Regions from separate parts of the Sus scrofa genome. Here region 1 is linked to region 2. The links are chromatin contacts, called in public HiChIP or PLAC-seq maps. All regions are on one chromosome and are shown on one strand. Each heading gives the region's core, a stretch centred on a gene start, on an enhancer-like site or on the middle of the called end of the contact. The rest is flanking DNA. Distances are from core to core; before and after follow the strand shown. Region 1 holds the start of ARMC12 (armadillo repeat-containing protein 12). Region 2 holds the start of PPARD (peroxisome proliferator activated receptor delta).

Evidence for each region. HiChIP or PLAC-seq counts read pairs in DNA pulled down with a chosen protein or histone mark.
Region 1: a contact with region 2 is called in an H3K27ac HiChIP or PLAC-seq map of alveolar macrophages. The contact joins the promoter of ARMC12 here to the promoter of PPARD in region 2. A contact is called at or near these places in 1 of 47 Hi-C or Micro-C datasets (liver) and 2 of 2 datasets of contacts at active chromatin or transcription factors (alveolar macrophages and skeletal muscle).

The regions. Positions count from the first base shown.
Region 1 is chr7:31,581,905-31,588,000 of Sscrofa11.1, forward strand. ARMC12 (armadillo repeat-containing protein 12) reads left to right here and starts at 1,640. Exons shown (of 7, transcript XM_021098632.1): 1 at 1,640-2,742. The coding sequence starts at 2,608. LOC100521322 (a long non-coding RNA gene) reads right to left here. Exons shown (of 3, transcript XR_001297829.2): 1 at 3,274-6,096.
Region 2 is chr7:31,219,867-31,226,083 of Sscrofa11.1, forward strand. It overlaps PPARD (peroxisome proliferator activated receptor delta), which reads left to right and starts at 2,676. Exons shown (of 8, transcript NM_214152.2): 1 at 2,676-2,805.

The sequences.
Region 1 (6,096 bases), core at 390-2,889, 360 kb after region 2:
CAAAGACCTACGAATTCTGCCACCCAGCCACAAAGCTTCTCCTTCCTCCTCTGGGTCTGCTGTCCCCTGTGGTCTGGTGTGGATGGATGACAGTCCCAGGACGGGGAGCTCAGATGTCAGTCCAGAGCAGGACTCTTCCTAGGGGGTGGGGACCTGTCCCATGCCCCAGCCTCCTGGAGTGTCTGCAAGGTGCCCCAGGGGACACGCTGTGCTGGGAGTGTGCCAGGGCAGGCAGGAAAGGCCCTGGCAGTCAACACAGCCCTGGGCTCCAGGGCCTTCCAAGGTGGGGCTGGGGGAAGGATCCCAGGCTGCTGAAGTGCCTCACTTGGGCCTCAGCCCCCCTCCCGGGCATCTCTGGCACCCTCTGGAGCCAAAGTTGAGGAGGTGGGTGCCAACCGTCTTCCCACATATACAGGCATACTTCCCACACACGTGCTCACCCAGCCAACGTTCACCAAATCCCTTAGTGAGGAGGTACATTCACTGTCGCCGACACCAGCCTTCTACCTGGTGTGTAACATCTGGCCACCGTATCTATCCCAGGGCAGTGATGGTTCTGAAGCTGTTTGCACACCCACAGTAAGAGGGTCACTCTCACAAGGCAGCCCACTGCCCTTTAGGACTTCCTTCTGTCCAAGGCCAGTCGCCTACAGGACACCTGCCCTCACATGGCCTGGAAGTGACTAACCTCACCTTCAAATCCCTCATACCAGCTCCTCCCCCCTTTCCCACCGTGACCCTCCCCCTCCCCAAACTCCCCATGAAGGCGGATTCATTCATAACTCTTTTCCCTCCTTCACTATCCTAGGTCTGACCTATTACCAGATTCTTCCTTTTCTTGCTTTTATTGCAAGATACATTGTTACTTTCCTCACCAACCTCACAGATGCCATCTTTGGCCCAAATTTCCACAGTTGCTGCCACACTATCCTTTCTGACCCAGGTTCTTCCTTCCTCCTACACACCCTGCTGGAATAATCTTTCTCAAACACTGTTTATTGTGTATGTTATCAACTGCAGACTCTTCAGCCAAGCACACTGGGTACATCCACTGCTAACTCATATGTTCCCTATGAAGGGACCCAGACTCATTCATGAGGTACGCAGACTACAGAGTCCCGCACAGGACCTGGTGTGTAGGAGGAGGGCAGCGAACGTTGCTCACGTGAGCACACCATTCGGGTGCACCCCTTTCTCATCCTCCTGGCTTGGGCTCCCCATTCCTATTAAGCTTATTGGCTTCTCGATGTTCACGCAGGCCCTGTTGTTTTGAGGAGCCACAGTTTTTTTTAAGTTCCCAGAATCTTCCGAGAGGGGTGGTGAAGAGAGAAGCAGACATCCAAATTAACCTCCGGGGTTGTGCCAAATACCAACTGCAAAGACCTTGAGTGCAGAGGAGAATGAGTGTAGCTGCCTGCCGGGAGCCTTTGCGCCAGCAAGAAACAGACAATCCATCAAGGAGGGTGGAAGGCAGAATAGAGAGGGCGTACAACCAGTGGCTTTGGGTTTGCAGAGGGACCTTGCCATCGGAGATTCCAGCCTGCCTAGCTCTGGGCCCCTCATTGATGCCCCCTGATTGTGCTCTTTCTTGGCACCGCATCACACACACACACACCCCAGTGCTCCTGGCCCCATCACCACCTCATAACCCAGCTTAAAGGCTCTGATAATCTCCACCCCACTTTGATCATTTTGTCATCAACTTCCCTCTGCGCCTTATGAGCTGCCTTCAGTCTTATCTATATTTTATTGCTTCTTAATATCCTGTAGTCTTTTCAACTCCAAAGATTAGAAGCTTCTTCATGGCAGGGACCGTGTTATTTATTTATTTATTTAACATCATCTATTTATTTCGAGAGGGCAGCCTGAGATAGGGCACTTGGATTTTGGAAGCCACAGAGATTTGGGTCTGGATCCTGGCTCCAATACTTAGCTGTTTGGCCTTGGGTGAGTGTCTTAACCTTTCTGAGCCAGTTTCTTCATCTGTAAAAGATGCTAGAGCTACTTTCCTTGCAGAATGAGGGGCAAAGATTACAGAGACTACGAAGTGTCCATTGCATAATGAGCAGACAGTAGTTCGTCTTCTCTGCCATGTGGGAGCCGTCCTTGAATTGGGGGACAAGCTTCTTTGACTACCTTTCCCTCCGTACTGGGATGCTTCCAAGCCAGTAACGGGACACTGTTAACAATTACACTGGTTTCACAGACGTAACCCGGGACGCAAGGCCACCCTACCCTAACTCACAATAACCGGTGAGGGCAGGGTTCAGATCCAACGCCGCCGAAACCCAGTGCCTACACATGGCGCCAAGCGTAGTTAAATTCAGGGAAAGTCTGTCGAGTGAAGAAACGAACAGAACCTGCCCTTCCTTCAGTTTCTCAGAGCACCAGCGAGTGAAGAAGCAAAGAATGAAAAAGCTGCCCACGCCGCCTTCCCACCCCCACCCGGGTCCCAGTGTCTCCAGCAGCCTCCTTCCCTAGCCCTCTTCCCCGCCCCTGGTTGTCTTGGAAACAAGTGACGTATATGCAAGGGGCGTGACCTCTTGCCATCCTCTCCCGGAGACCTAGGCCCCTTCTTATCCCAACCTCGGATGAAGCCAAACTCGGATGAGGCTGAGGTTGGAGTCCTCCATGGTGCTGCCCCACGCCGGACTTGGAGCTAACTCCGCTCCCTGGCCGCCTGCCTTGGGCACCCAGATTACCCGATGCCGGCACCCAACCCCTCCAGTCCGCCCGGCACCGGTGAGCTGGCGGGGGTCCGAAGAAAGACGACCTCAGTCCCCAGGATCCCTCTTCACCCCTTCATCCAAGATGGGCCAGTGGATCCCAAGAACTGAGGCCCAGCGCCCAGCCCAGGCCCGTTTCTTCCCCGGCAGCCCTCAGGCGTGCTCCGCGTCGGAGGTGTGGGCGGGAAGGGTGGGACCCCTGGGCGCGCCCCGCGCCGCGGAGCGCGGGGGAGAAGGAGTTAAACAAGGTGCCGGCGCCCGACGCGGCGGGAGTGGGGGATGGGAGCGAAGGGAAAGTGAGAGCGGGGGCGGGGGGGGGGGACCGGAGCGAAAGAACATCCTGTGCCCGCTGCCGGATGCGCGGGGGGGGGGGGTGGTTAGTCCGGGGAGGGAGGGCAAGATGGGGGGAGGCCCGGGGCGGGGAAAGCCGCGGCCTCCGCCCAGCACTAGGTCCTCCGCTTGTGGGGGCGTCGCCTCCTTCACTCCCCGGGCTTACGCAGCGTTTCTCCCGGTCCCCACCCTTTCACCGGAGTAACGAGCTACCTACCGAGAGGCTCCCGAATTTGGCCCTGGCCCGGGGTAAGCACGAGCTGAGGAAGACACTGTCTCGGAGCGTGTGGGATCCACGTCAGGCACCGGCTGCCCCGCCAGACTTTCATCTCTCCGCTTTCTGGCTTTCTGCTGGGGCGGCTCGCACGTGTGCAGCGTCCCCTGGTCACCGAGAGTCACAGCGCACATTCTCTCACTAAGTTTGGACCGCGCACTTCCGGGTGGTAGGCAGGTATTAATAGACCCGTTTTCCGGAGGAGGAAGCTGAGACTCAGATTATGGAGTTCGCCCAAATCCAAGCCCATCGTACTCCAGCGGGCTTTTTTCCTTGGAGTAGAGAGTAGGCTAATTTTCCCTTAGTTTCTAGTGCCCGCAGGCGCGGGGCCCCTCCGGGGTCACACTCCGTGGTAGCCTGCTTGCACGGTTAGCTACTCTAACTAGACTGAAACGCCCATTATCAGAGTCCTGATAGATTGAGGAGATGGTCTTAGGCTTTCACAGGAGGAATAAAGCAGCTCAGGGGAATGGGCTCCTGGTGTAGGTATTTGATGTGTGTGCCGGGGGGGGGGGGGGGTTTCAAAGAGGGTTCCAGACTTTTTCGAAGCAATTAAATGGGCTACAGGAGTTGAGATTAATTAGCCAGGGTGGCAGGGGTAGTGATTGAATGGAAGGGGCTGAATAATGTACCTTTAGGGGCTCACAGAGCCCCACCATCTGTGCCCACTGCCTTCCCACACCCAACATTTTTGCCCAGGGGAAACCTGCTTGAAATAGTAGTTATAACAGTCACATTGGGTGAGCTGTGTGTGCTGGGCACTGTTCCAAGCACTTAACCTCTCAACTCCAAGAAGTAGGTGGTTATTATTCCTATTTTACAGGTAGGGAAAATGAGGCACAGAGGTAAGTCAGTGGCTGAGCTGGTTTTGAACCCTGGCAGTCTGGGTTGAACCCACACTCTCATTCACTAAATAAACCTTCACCTAACATGATAGGAACATCAGCCTAAAAGCTAGAAACCTGGTACACGTGGCAGAGAGGTGTGTGTAGGGCAGCCTGTGTCCTTTTGTCTTGGGGAGGACAGGTAAAAACTTGGGGTTCACTGTATGTATATGGAATCTCAGACTTCTCTCTAGCCAATATTTCGAAGGTTTGGATTTGACAAAACAAAAACAAAAACCAAGTTCTTACAAAGAGTTGCAGCCTTAATTTATGGCTCCCTAAGAATGTCCATTATCATTTTTACCACCATCATTTCACAAAAGCAAGCACATGCTAATTCTCCTCAAAATAAAACAGACATCGTCTGAATCAGAAGCCGTTAATCCCAAGCAAGGACAGTCATTGATTTTCCCCCCAACAAATACACAGTACTTTTTTTTTTTTTTTTTTTTTTATCATCGTGCTGTGGACTAGCAAAAATGTCATACTGGTGATTCCTCTGCTTCTGATCCTTCAGAATCATTTGAGGGCAGAACCAAAAGAAATGGGCTTAGGTGTAGCAGGAAGGAGTCAGGTTAGAGCCAAGAAAGAACTCTCCTTCTTGGGAGATCTTTAAAGAGCAGTAAATACTGCATTTGCTTAGAGTGGGAGGGTTGCAGGATCAACTCCACGGACTGGCAGACTGGTGAGGCCAGTCATGCCAGGTCCCCGCTTAGAGAAGGACAGGAACTTTGGGCTGAAGGACCCATCCTTAGATCTACCGTGGTGGCCTCAGAATCTAAAATAGTCCCATCAGGCAGCCATCTCCTACCTGAAGTTCCTAGAGCTGGATAGGTGATTGTGGGGCAGTAGGGAGGCCTCGGGGGGTTCTGGCATCCTTTGCTGCAGGGAGTCCGTGGCCTGTAAGCCTTGTAGTTGCCCAACCTTGAGATGGAAGAAAGAGCCCAGGGACGGCAACAGAGACATTCATGGTGGCACAACAGACACAGGGTTAATGTAATGATGCCTTTCTTCAGTTGGGAGCTGGGTTAATTACTTTAGTAGTCCTCAGGTGAGGCAGGTATAAAACAGGTGAAGTCTGTAAATCCCTTTCCAATCCTGTTCCTTGAACCACCTGGGACTTACCTGCCAGTCCCAAGGCTGTTTTATAATGTGTTCCCTAGGCGTAAATCCTGTGGTGAGGGCAGGAGTTATTGTCCTGGGAGTTCCTGCCGTGGCACAGCAGAAACGAATCCGATGAGGAACCATGAGGTTGTGGGTTCGATCCCTGGCCTTGCTCAGTGGGTTAAGGATCCAGCGTTGCCGTGAGCTGTGGTGTAGGTCACAGACGCGGCTCAGATCCTGCGTTGTTGTGGCTGTGGCATAGGCTGGCAGCTGCAGCTCCAATTCGACCCCTAGCCTGGTAACTTGCATATGCTGTGGGTGTGGCCCTGAAAAAAAGAAGACTGTTGTCCGGATCTATAAGAGTTGGCAATGGTCCTTCGGTGGTAACAGTTGATCTTGGATTGTGTTGACTAATTGCCTCTGGGTTAACATGGCCTAGGCACTGGGACAGTTGCTCCTGGGATGTTGTTATAGTTCGTAGGGCTTGAGTTTGCCACTGGTCCACATGTTGAGAGAGCAGCTTTCCATCTCAGTTGTTAAGTAGCCCATTCATTCTTTCCATTAGCCCAGCAGCAGTGGGGTCATAAGGCGGGTGGAAATGCCAGTGTGTGTGCCATTTTTATCGGCCCATTTTTGAACTTCATGGCTGGTCAACTGGATTCCTTTATGTCACACACTGCTGTTCTAGGCCTCAAATAGTGGGGTGTTTTTTTTTTGTTGTTTTCTTGTTGCATTGTTAGGTGACTTGGGTAGTAATATCTTCCGTCTATTGTAACAC
Region 2 (6,217 bases), core at 1,426-3,925:
ATCCGAGCCATGTCTTCGACCTACACCACAGCTCACGGCAATGCGGGATCCTTAACCCACTGAGCAAGGCCAGGGATCAAACTTGCAACCTCATGGTTCCTAGTCGGATTCATTAACCACTGCATCACGACGGGAACTCCAGATAGATAGCTCTTTTTAACATGAAAATGAAATGAGGTTAAAAAATGCATTAATGGGAGTTCCCGTCGTGGCGCAGTGGTTAACGAATCCAACTAGGAACCATGTGGTTTCGGGTTCGGTCCCTGCCCTTGCTCAGTGGGTTAATGATCCGGCGTTGCGGTGAGCTGTGGTGTAGGTTGCAGACGCGGCTCGGATCCTGCGTTGCTGTGGCTCTGGTGTAGGCCGGTGGCCACGGCTCCGATTGGACCCCTAGCCTGGGAACCTCCATATGCCTCGGGAGCGGCCCAAGAAATAGCAAAAAGACCAAAAAAAAAAAAAAATGCATTAATGCATTTAATGGTGCTCCTAGAATTTCTTGAAGGGAAGTAACTGTCTTTATTAGGGGAAATAAGACTTTAGAGGAAGAAAGTGAGATCTTCAGGGCATGAGTGTTGACAGGAACCCTAGCGATGAAGATAGATGAACATATATGGTTAGGGAGTTCTCTCTGTGGTACAAAAGGATTGGTGGCATCTCTGCAGTGCCAGGATGCAGGTTCAATATCCAGCCCAGCACAGTGGGTTAAAAGGATCCAGTGTTGGAGTTCCCATCATGGCTCAGCAGTAACCTGACTACTATCCACAAGGACACAGGTTTGATCCCTGGCCTTGCTCAGTGGGTTAAGGATCTGGTGTTGCCAGCTCCGATTCGACTCCTTGCCTGGGAATTTCCATTAGCCATGGGTACAGCCCTAAAAAAAAAAAAAAAAAAAAAAAAATCCAGTGTTGTCATAGCTGCATGTAGGTTGCAGCTGTGGCTTGGATCTAATCCCTGACCTGGGAACTCCATATGCCTCAGGGCAGCCAAAGAGGAAAAAAAAAAAAAAAAAAAGATAAATGGTTAGAATGCCTCTTCCTGAATGGGAAGCTGGAAGAATTTGGGTTTTTTTTCTCCAGAGAGGATGGGATAGAGGAGAGAAGGATGGGGCAGGGAGAAGAGGTAATAATTTGGGAAAAGGCCAGGCCCTAAGGGGTAAAGAGCCAGTCATAAAACCTCAAAGGAGGGTACAGAAAGAACTTTAAAAGAATGTCAGGAGTGTGAGTTTAAACTGTTTGCAGGAGTTCCCTTCATGGCTCAGCGGTTAACAAGCCCGACTAGGATCCAAGAGGATGCAGGTTCAATCCCTGGCCTTGTTCAGTGGGTTAAGGATCCAGCATTGCTGTGGCGCAGGCCAGCAGCTGTAGCTCTGATTTGACCCCTCACCTAAGAACTTCCATATGCCGCAGGTGTGGCCCTAAAAAACAAAAAACAAACAAATAAAAATAAACTTTGCAGTGCATCATATGACTATGCCCCAGGGCTGGGGGCATCCTAAACTCTCTACCCATGAATGTTTTGTGTGGGAAGAGGTGTGGGCAGTTCTCGGGAAGGGCTAAGTTTCATTTGGACATTTCTGAACCGTGTGACTGCAACAGCCTGGCAGAAGCTGGAGCCCCGGAGACAGAGAGATTTAGAATTGAAAGCTGCCAGAAATTTGCAGAAATCTTAGGGAAGGCTTTGGCTTCTACAAACCATTACTTCAATATCAAAGGCAAGGAGGTTAACATCTGAATGACAAAAGTAGTGTACATTCATTTCAAAAAGTAGAGAAGAAAAAAAAGAAGCAGGCATTCCTTTGCGGAGCGGTGGGTTAGGGATCCGGTGTTGTCACTGCAGCAGCCTGGGTCACTTGCTGTGGATTGGGTTCCATCCCTGGCCGGGTTGCATGCTGCAGGTGCAACCAAAAAAACCCTTCCCCAAAACCAAACCAAAACAAAAGACCATCGTTAAGAAGCAAGAATAGCGAGTCTCCCTTGTGGCTAAGTGGAAACGAACACGACTAGTATCCAGGAGGATGTGAATTCGATCCCGGCATCTCCGATTTGATCCACAGCCTGGGAACTTCGCATGCTGTACCTGCCACCCCACCCCGCCAAATCGAGGACATAATTTTCTACAACAGTATGGAGGATGTTCCCCATTTAGGCGAGCAAGCATATTAAATAAATAGGAAGACAGGTAAGAAGTCCAGAACCATACATTTCTAGTTGCAGAAGCCTCATGAGGGAGCGAAGCCCTTTTGTGAAAATTATAGGCAGCACAGTTTCCTCCAGGAGAATCTGGATACCCAATTTGGATATCCAGGTTCTAGCCTCAGCATTGCTTCTCACTGCAAGTCACGTAGCTTCTCTGGGATTGTTTCTTCACTGGAAGGATGAGGAGATGGTACGAGATAATCTCTAAATTCCCTTCCAGCTTTAAATTCCCTTTTGTGATATTTGCCACACCTGTTTTACTAGCCTTGGAGCTTCCTCCCCGGCTCCTCCCCCAGCAGCCGCGCCACTGGCTCGCACCAGAGGGCGCTCTAAGCGGACCCAGGGCAGCGTGCGGTGGGCGGAGTGGTGATTCAGGGGAGTCTCCAGAAGCTCGGTAATTGGCCGCGGTCCGGACGGAAGGGGGCGTGGGGAAAGGGGAGGGGACGAGCTGCGCGATGACGTCGACTGGCGGGGGCGGGGCTGGACCGCGCAGCGTGTGACGCCACGGCCGCCGCGGAGCTGGGATTAATGGGAAAAGTTTTGGCAGGGGCCGGAGGACCCTGCGGAGCCTGCCGGACGGTGGCGGTGGCGCGGGGGGCAGCCAAGTCAGGTCAGTCTGGATCCGGGGAAGTGGATAGGCAAGCAGCGGAGGGAAGCAGCAGGCCTGAGCTGAGGCGGGCAACGGGGCTGGAGCGCAAGGCCCGGCGGGCTGTGGGGTAGGGGAGCCGCAGGGGTCCTTGGACCCAGCTACAGCTGCTTCCTGTTGCCTCCGGCCCCCCGCCGGTCCACGGTCGTTAGTTGCTCTGCAGGCGCCCCGCTCTGCTGACCCGGTGCCCCCAGGCTTTGGACGCCCATCCCTGTTTAAGCCTGAACCGCGGGCCTCCCCCCAGTCCTCCCCCCCGCACCCCGCACTCTGTGTCCCCTCTTTGGGCCTCTTACTCCGTCTCCTCCCACTTCTGTGTTCTGAGAGCTGGGTCTCAGGTTGGAGGTCCTCTCCCACTCCCCACCCTTGCCTCCAGGCTCTTCCTTCATCCCTTACCTGGTACCCAAATCAGTCGCCCTCTCTACCCAGGGTGTCCTCGGAGATCATCTCTGACCCCTCGTTATCCTGCCTTTGTCGTCCCATCCTTGCTCTCTCAGTCTGCTCTCTTTTCCCATCCTTATCCTTTCCTTACCTGGTGTTAAGCTCCCCGTCGTCTTCTTCGCGGTATTAGGCTTTTTCAGCCGGTGTCTGCAATCCCAGTCAACCTACGCCCCTCCTACCCAGGTTGCCCCCAGAGGCCCTGTTTTTGCTTCATTCTCTGATTTCCTTCCAGTTAGCCCTGTCCCCTGCATTCCTGACACCCGTCTCCCTTCCCTCCCAGTTCTTTGCCTCTGCTTCTGGGAGAAGCATTAGTTCCAAATACAACTTTGCTTTCCTTTGACCTGCAGTTGAGAGAGTCATGGTTTGGGGGCGGGGGTGTTCAGCCCGCGATTGAAGTAAGAGACTGAATGTCAGCGGTAAATAGCAGGTATGTCTGTGTGGGAGAATTTACTGGGGCGTTGCATCAAGGATCATGTCCAATTTGTAGACCATTCTTCTAATCTCAGCTCTAGTACTTCCCCTTTATGGGTCTGTTGACTTCCAGGAACCCTTGAGGAGAGACTGGCCGCTGAATTGGACCTGTGCCAGGGGTAGCTGGAGGCCTTATCCAACCCTTTTCCCCTTCCAGGAAGCAGGGCTTTGTGGCTTTACACTCTGGATGTACTGTATACATTTAAGTCATGATACCCCAGCCTGTCTCTGCCCTCACTCCCACCCTCCACCCTGTACCCCATCCCAAGAGCTAAAAGAAGTCTCCAGAAGCTATGCCCCAGAGAATGCCTGTGGTCTTCAACCTTTTTCCTCTGTACTGGCTCCAGAACATTTTTTTTTTTTTTTTTTCCTGTTTGAGTTTTGAAATAGATTGCCAGCCTGATGGCCCTGGGGCTGGCAGCTATTTGTCCCTTTTATTGTTGGTGGTTCAGACTACCTGCTGACTTTTCCTTCTTGCCCATCTCTTACCCACTGAATGTGTCGGGGCTTCTAATGTCAGTCCCTGAGCAGGTGCTCTTGAAGGTTCTCCTCCCTCCGTTTTTCCTTGGGAGCTTGATAGCCTGTCACTCCAAGCAGGAGACTGCCACTAAAGTTGTGTTCCCTTTGCCCAGGCGTAGCATAGGGTGTCAGGTCAATATCTGTCTGGGCAGGTTGTGGGGCTGCATTAGTTGGACATGTCAGGAATTTGAGTTGCCTCCAGTCACAGAGATGGTCCTCTCTGGGGCTAGAAAAACCCACCACCTTCGTGGTGCATCTGGATGTTTAACCTTCTTGGGGGGCCGAAAGCTTGAACTCCTTTATTTGATGTTGGTCCCCTGGAGAGATCTTCAGGAAATAACGTGTGCTCTGTTTCTGCCCAGTCCTGATCTTGGAGGATTCGGAAAGCATGACCCACTCTCACGTTTGCAAGTGAAGGCCGGTTGTTTCCCCGGCTCTGGGTTTCTAGGTCTCCTCTTTTGAGGATCATGCTCTGTGTCTTTGAGCCAGAACTGGACTCAGAATTGGCAGCCTTCAGGAGCTGTGGTCGAGAGCCAACTGAACTGGCCAGGCCAGACTTGAAAGTTTTGGAATCCTCTTGTGTGCAGACCCTTTTCTGTGAAAGGAAGGGGCTCGTGGATGGCTGAGCCAGCCCCCTCTGCACTGACCCTTGGGGTCCTCTGCTCAGCAGCACTTGGGGGGGGGGATTTGGGCAGAATGGACCAAAAGGGTTCCCCCGTTCCAATGGAAAACATCCCTCTGGGGCTTTAATGAGTCATTCTGATGAAGTCGGGCTTGTGTGTTTGGTGGTAATGTTGTCCAGCCTTTGGCTCCTTGGGACTTTACTTACCTGACTCTTTTGGGCAGTTTGCTGCTCTGTCTGGGACCCCTGGGTAGAGCCCTCCCCCGAGGTGGCAGGTGAGAAGGGCTTGAGAGGCAGTCAGGCCTGGTCCTTGGGGAGCAGCTTGGGCACCAGCAGCCCTGGCTGGATAGCTTCTTGCAGTTTGTCCACCTGGTCGTCACCTGTGTGGGTCGTCATCATTATCGATTACCATTCGGTGACCTGTGCAGAGCTGGCTGGGGTCAGCCTGCCTCTCTTTTTCAAAGGTGTGAACAGACAGACCCCCGACCTAACCTTGTAGGTGGTGTAGCCCGTCACCTCCTTAGTTTAATGAACTGCTCTTTTGTTTGGCTGCCTTTCTCCTTGCCTCTCCACCACTGCTTTCCTCCTCCTTTGCTGTGAGATAGATCACCCCATGGGGGAAGAATTGCCCTCACTCAGCCTGCCAGCCCTACCTGTGGTTCCTCAGACCCCGTCCCCCAGGGCCTGGGGCGAGGACGGCCCCTGTTGGATGCTGGCCTGGGAAGCTAGTAAGCCTCTTTGGATAGAATGCAGCTGTCCTGGCTGTTGTGCAAGCTGTCCTCAGGGCCTGCGACTCCTGGCACGTCCTGGGGTGGGGCGGCCTCTCAGGAGGGGCTGGACCTGTTGCTTGGAAACGCTTCAACTCCGTTCTGTCACCAAGGCTCACCTCCTAGCTGTGACCTGCGGGCTGGGAAGCTAAACTCTGGGGCCCTCTTTCTGTGCCTTTGGGTCCCGAGAAAGGAGCCCCTGGAGCAGTGGCATGCTGCCCTGTCAGGAGAGCTGCACTTGCTTGGGCCTGGCAGGGAGGAAGCGGCCTCTGGCATCAGGTTTCGGATATGTGGATCTTCTTCCTGGCATGTGATTCTTGGCCTTCTGAGCTCAGAGGCTGGTGACTGGGGTGTGACTTCAGTTCTGTCTCCACCGGGCTTTGGTCAAGGAATCAAGCATGAATCAGGGCGTCTCCATTTATGAGCTGCCACGCCTGGGGCTTGTTGGGCCCCAGCTTCTTCCTCACCTCGCCAGCTCCTTCCGCCCCACCCCAGTAGGATCAGCAAAGGCAGTGTCTGCTTACTTGGAAGTGAGCAGACTACTTCCAGGATTGAGAAA